2 separate regions of the Hordeum vulgare genome follow, and region 2 is linked to region 1. The links are chromatin contacts, called in public Hi-C maps. All regions are on one chromosome and are shown on one strand. The core of a region is the stretch at or near the end of the contact, and the rest is flanking DNA. Distances in the headings are between cores, read along the strand shown. Region 1 holds the start of LOC123443916 (neutral ceramidase). Region 2 holds the start of LOC123439986 (late embryogenesis abundant protein Lea14-A-like).

Region 1 (3,256 bases), core at 521-3,020:
ACCATGGATGGGGCTTTGGAGGCAACATTTACGGACAACTTTTTTTCTAAGCTCAACATTGACCATGCTATTGGAGGGGGAGCAAGGAAAATAACTTTAAGATTGCTATGCACTTGAGCATCATACAAAAGAAGTTAGCAAATTTTAGGGTGACTTTGTGCAACTCTAATGCATTGAGCAAGCAACCCATGTGGTGTTTTCCATCATTATATCTGAATATTTCAATTATTTTTGCGCGTAACTCGTGCCAAAATTATGAACAACTTGTGTAGGTTTGCGAGCAACTATCTGATCCACCCCCTACGAAACTTCTCATCACCCCATAGACAACTTCTCATCTGTCCCCACTTATGCAACTAATCAACACCGTGACTTGGCTAGCAACACCCGCACGCTCAGTAGGGTAGGCGGGTGGACTTCCCCAGAAAGAAAAGAACAAGGCTCTCATACCATCCATCCTTATGTAGTTTCAAAATTTGAAATCATGATAGACAACTTAGATCCCACGAAAACTTGTTAACATCGTAGGCATCTTAGGCCCCTTAATGGATAACTTTCATAGTATCGTAGACAACTTACAACTCATGTTAGGCAACCTTCCACCCTATCGTAAACAACTTTCACATTATCATAGACAACTAAAGTATCTAGAATTTTTTTGATGTATGCAATTTAGCAACCATGGTAACCATCTATTAGACTACTGCACACAACTATTAGTAGCCTAGTAGGTGAATTCACTAATAAATCCATCTAGCATCAAAATTGCCCCTATTTAGTATTAAAGTTGCCTCATCTAGCATCGAAGTTGCTTTTGATTTTTTTCTTTAAAACATACTTATATGAGATCTAGTTTTGAAGAGTTCGTCATCAGAAACCCAACGATGAAAACGGATCATAGTTCCGACACGTGGTTTGAAAAATATATATTTTTAATTTCTTTCATACCGAAGTTAATGCATGTTACGTCATCATTGAGGTTCACATGATTACTTACAAATGATGTTGAGTTGCCTAAATACAATAAATTTGTCCCACATAGTTTTTTATGTTGTCTATGATATACTTTTTAGGTAAATTCACTAGTACACATGGTGCAATAAAGTTGCTTATGTTTAGCACTAAAATCGCCTCGACTAGAACCAAAGTTATTTTTTAAAAGAAATCATTGAAATATCTCGTTATGAAATCTAGTTTTAAAGATCTCGTCGCGAGAAACCTAATGATAAATACAGATTTTCGTTCTGACGCTTAGTTTAAGAGTTATATCTTTTTTTTAAAAATACTATAAAATAAAGTGAGATGACATCATCACATGCATATGGAATTCTAATCATCCACCACCTAAGGACGTCAGGTACATCTCGACAAGGAAGGAGTCATGCGCGCAAGTATCGGATACTCGTAGACGTGCGTTCGACGCGACGTAATAATACAGCTGTATTTTTAAGTATTTGAATTATTTTATTTACAATAAACATCGCAATTGGGGTTGGCCGTCCGCAGGCGCAGCCGCACACGTAGCCGAACCCAGGCGTCTTTGTCTTGTTCAGACCAGATTTGCCAAGCAAACAGACCCAATTCATGGAACCATAAACCCGTACAGGGATACCCACCCATTAATGCCTCCTAGTCCCGAACTCATGCTTCATTTAGTAGAGCAACTCTATCGTCTGCCAGATGATGAGATGGACCAAATCAGTCAGATCTACCAGTACGTACCAGAGTACCAGATCAGCCAGACGATGACAACCACAGATCGACGGATACGGCATGTTGCAAGAGCTCCAGGGTACCAGATCTACCAGCTTCTATGCAAATTTCTTCAACAATAAATTCAGGTGTGAACAACCGGCCACCCCGCCGGTAAAACCCAGTCACGCGGAAAAGCGCAAAGCCGGTGGCCGGAGCCGCACTTTCCTTCAGTCCTATCCCACCAGTGGTACCCCACCACGCATCTACCGGCCCGCCCTTTCCGAGCCGTGGCTTGGACGCCACACCCTGTCCGTCGCCGTCTTCGCCACTCCGCCCCTGTCTCCACTGCCACCTCCTACTCATTCCCGCCCGTCTCCCTCACCGCTCGTCAGATTTGATCGACAGCGCCTTGGTGCTACTACTAGTATTAATAAACTGCTCTTATCCAGTGAGCAACGACTGCAAGGTGCCCTGCTTCTTGGAGTTCCCAATCGATCGCGTCGCGTCTCGTCTGCGCTTGGCGTGGGTTTGTTTAATAAACGGCGACGGAGGTGACCAGCCAGTTCAGCAGCAGCAGCTGAAGCCGCCGGGGTTTCCAGTTGAGATTCGCCATTCGCATGGTGAGTTCGCCTGCTCGGGCCTCCTACCCCTTCCTTCCAGCCAGGTCGCGTTGGTTGTTCGTTTCTTTTGTTTGTCTCCCGACGTGTGACAAATTGGACGCGTTTCGCTGGATCAGGCCATTAAATTGCGTGATTGTACTAGGTTTTGATTGTAGTCGGTGTGGATTTGGGGTTGGTTTTGTGCTCCGGTTGGGTTGTCTTGGCTTTGTATCCTGCCAGTGGCAGTGCCCCCAGACTGTCACACTGAAAGTGCTGCTTGTTTGGTGAGAGAGTGGCCGCAACCCGCGTGGCCTTGCTTGTGGAATTTGGCTTACTTTGGACGTTACAGGGGTTGCTTGTCTTGTGAGAGACGCGGCCTTGACGTCCAGTCGCGTTGGTAGGCAATCCCCATTTCAAGGATTTAATAGCGTGCGTGCTCGACCTGGTGATTTAGAAGCAAGTTTAAATGGTGTAATTATCGTGCGATCTGCCCTACTACTATATGTATGTCATGCTCTTGTTGCTTCTGCCGTGACAATGTCGAGGAATCCATATGTCAGGCAACATAAATTTCTTCATGCTCAATAGGTCTCGTCTGCTCATAATGTGTTCATGTAAAGGAACACAGTGAAATTGTGTTGCCACTGTTTTTTTTTAAATTATTTTAGAAGCCCTTATTGGACAGTTTACACCCTTTCCCCTTGCACCATTATGATAGAATGTTCAGCTAGTTTCTCATAGGCTTTCTTCTCTTTTGTAGTGTACAGTAAATTTGTTCTTCTGAGATTTTGGACTTGCATGAGTTGATTAATAACTCCATTCCCTGATTCCTGATGGAGGCGTCATCTTGCTTGCGCTGTCAAGTCCGTGGTTTTGGTTCGTCAAGGATATGGCTATGTCTTCTTTTGGTTCTTGTCCTTCAGAATTGCACCCCGGTGCTCTCTGACTCTCCATATTTGGTC
Region 2 (3,256 bases), core at 326-2,825, 340 kb before region 1:
GTTGCATATTTTCGCAACAACCGCTTTGTTACAGAAACATTTATAACACAGATTGTGTTGCAGATTCCCGCAACAACGGTTTTGTTGCGAAAACAGTTATAATATAGATTGTGGTGCAGATTTTTTTTCAAAAACTAAGGTGATTATTGCAATAAGAGCTTTATTTTAGAAACATGTCGGTAATTAACCAATTATTTTAACAAGAGATTTGTTTTAAAAACATTGGTGAAGTTGCAAAACAGCTTTACGTATAATCCCTCTTTGCAGCAAGAGCGGAGTGTGTCATATCTCACCCGCAGCGTCGCCGGCGTGCATCATGGGGAGCCGAGGAAAAGATCTCAGGTCAATCTCTTCTTTGTATTCAAGCCCTCTTGAGCTTCATGGGTTGCAGCGTGTGACGAATATGAACACTGATGAAGGGTGGTTGTGATGGATGTGAATAAAGGAAGTACGTCAATGGCTTGGGCAAGGACCGGAAGGAAGAAAGACAATGAGAGAAGGAAAGCATGACTGAGGATAAGAAAAAGAACGATGCGGTGCGGAGGGTTCGTACAGGACACGCGTCCCGTGCTAGAGACGACAGATGCTCAGAATTAAATCGACCGGTAGAAAGAAATCTTTTCCCAAAAAAGAATGCCAAGACTTGCAGCACAAATCTAATTTCAACAGTCATCCACGGATCAGACAACCGGACCGTCAAAGGCCTCGTCGTTGACAGTGTTTTTTTACACCCAGGGTTAAGGTGGGGCAAAACAGCGTGCAGCTAAATTGTTCAAAACAAATCCCGAAACGTGGGGAGCTTCATCTCCCCCTCGGTGCTGACCGGGATGGTGAAGGTGCCGATGACGGGGAGGTCGATGGTGATCCCGACCTCCAACACGTAGTCGATGTCCCAGTCCCCGCTCAGATCCTTCATCAATGACATGACGAAGTCATAGGGCACATTCACCGGCAGCTCCAGCTTCGTGGTGCCGCTCGCGCCGATCCAGCCCGGGTCAGGCATCGTGCCTGATGCTATGACCCTGGAATCACGGGAGAAACCATGACATATAAGGGTGTGCATATGGCCAAAGATGATCGTTGAGGATGCAAGATGATCGAGTGCACGAACTTTCCGTCGCTCTTGAACGTGTAGGTGAGCTCGCAGATCGGGATGCGGTACGAGTAGGGGTTGCTGACGTCGACATGGCTGTGGAGCGCGACGCCCTCGCGGCTGATGCTCTTGAACGAGACCCGCTCTAGCGATGCCTCGGGCTTGGGGATCTGCGCGATCTTCTCCGCGACGAACCCCTTGGCCTTGCCCACCAGGCTCGCCACCACCCCTCCTCCCTCTCCTGCCTCCCGCGTCTGCTGATCCTCTCCGCCTGGTTCTGCCGTCGTCACGTCGTCGTCCTCTCCCGTGCCCATGCTTGGGGATTGGATGGAATCAACGGCCGGTTCCTACGTCGCACGCGCGGCGCGGCGCGGCGCGTCCCGGAGGCCTGCGGGAGTGGACGGACGGGGAGGGGAATGAGCGGCGCGTAGAGGAACCGTGGAAGCCGCGCGCGTTTGCGTTTGCGGGTGCCGAGAACGCGGGTCGCGTCCGCTCCGGGCGAGGTGACGGACCGAGATGTGGCCATGTGGGTGCATGGGGCGCCACGGCCCCACGTGCAGTGAAGCGTGCAACACCGGCTTCACAGTCGTACCATGTGCAATGCGTTCGATTTGTTTAACTGGGGATCGATGGATCCGTCCATCCAGTTTTTTGAATGCTCTTTCTTTCTTAGGAATGCCATTGGACACATTTTATTAAAACGGGAGTTCAGTCCGGAAAAAAAAATCAAGCCGGTGTTAGAGCATCCACAGCCGGACCCCTCAAATCCGATGTCTCAAACGCCCGCGAACGTGTCCGGATGCGTGCACGGACACTGAACGGTCCTCAAATAATGTAGTCTACATCCGGACACCTCAAATCTCATATCTTAAATTCATACAACCCATGCAACTACGTCAATTTTTTTAAATATTACATTTTTTAATTAACTACACAAATAATATATCGTTTCGAAAGTTTGCGAAAATAATACGGCATCAGCCGCACCGCTTTAGTCGGCTTTGTTGTGGCCGAAAGGGTCTAGTCGGCCGCGGCTTAGCCGATTAGTGGCTAGTCGGCCACGTGGGAGTCGACGATTGGCTCGGCCACGTCACAACCGGTCACTCGGCCTGGTGGCTAGGCAGTCGGCCTACTACTGGCCGATAAGGCCAGTCGGCCTCGACGAAGCCGACGGGAGGCAGGTAGGCCTCTGCCGCCCCACTCCCCCCTTCTTCCCCCTTCATTCCTCTTCTTTTCTCTCCTCCTCTTTGCTTCTCTCCCCACACGAAAACACACTCATTTATACACGGAATCTGAGTCGATTTTTTCCTCATTTTCCACCGTAGTTGGGCTTTAGAGGGTTAGGGGAGTCAAGCGAACCATCGATCGTGTGATGGGGTAGTTCGTGGTGGTGACGTTGACCATTTTGGTGGTGGTAGTGCATGTGGTTGAGGTGGTGGTGGTGGTGGTAGTGCAGGTGGTTGAGGTGGTGGTGGTGGTGGTGGAGGTTGAGTGGAGGTGGTGGTGGTGGTGGTGGAGGTGGCGGTGGTAGTGCAGGTGGTTGAGGTGGTGGTGGTGGTGGAGGAGGTTGAGTGGAGGTGGTGGTGGTGGTGGACGTGGCGGTGGTAGTGGAGGCTGTTGCGTTCGTCATTCTTGTCTCAGTGTTCGTCGTTTGTTTTTTCTTCGCACGCTTCAAGGGTAAGATTCAACGTCTGTCCCCGTAGCTTAGTGTAATATATTTAAGTCTGTGAATTATTGTGTTTAAATAATTTTAGTTGCTCCCGTAGATTTGGATATATTTAGGTCTGTGAATTAAGGTGTTTGAATATTTTTAGGTGCTCCGGTAGCTTTGGGAAATATATTTAGGCCTGTGGGTTTTTAGTTGATACGGAAATAATTTATGTTTGTCCTTCTGCTAAAATTTGTCCATGTTGAATAATTTTTTAGGTCAGCAGAGATGTTTGATGTAGTGAAGTTAGGTTTTCACCACGGTCCTGATATTGTTCAAACAAATGAGATGGGAGCTGATCTGAGTGAATTTCAGTACATTGAGGTACCACTCACGTCCCCGTGAAACATGGTCTATTAGTCAGTTGACATAATGGCTGGACGGATGTTTAGGGTTTAATATTCAAACACACGTCGTCGGTGTTCATGCATTATGAACCCGGTCCGGTTCAAGTA

Evidence for each region. Hi-C and Micro-C count contacts between places; a contact is called where the count stands out from the background.
Region 2: a Hi-C map of seedling shows a contact between it and region 1, with 2.9 times the contacts expected there. The contact joins the promoter of LOC123439986 here to the promoter of LOC123443916 in region 1. A contact is called at or near these places in 1 of 6 Hi-C or Micro-C datasets (seedling) and 1 of 1 datasets of contacts at active chromatin or transcription factors (embryo).

The regions. Positions count from the first base shown.
Region 1 is chr3H:380,313,167-380,316,422 of MorexV3_pseudomolecules_assembly, reverse strand. LOC123443916 (neutral ceramidase) reads left to right here and starts at 1,770. Exons shown (of 10, transcript XM_045120479.1): 1 at 1,770-2,315; 2 at 3,055-3,256. The coding sequence starts at 3,128.
Region 2 is chr3H:380,649,045-380,652,300 of MorexV3_pseudomolecules_assembly, reverse strand. It overlaps LOC123439986 (late embryogenesis abundant protein Lea14-A-like), which reads right to left and starts at 1,575. Exons shown (of 2, transcript XM_045116582.1): 1 at 1,112-1,575; 2 at 619-1,022. The coding sequence starts at 1,407. The coding sequence ends at 773.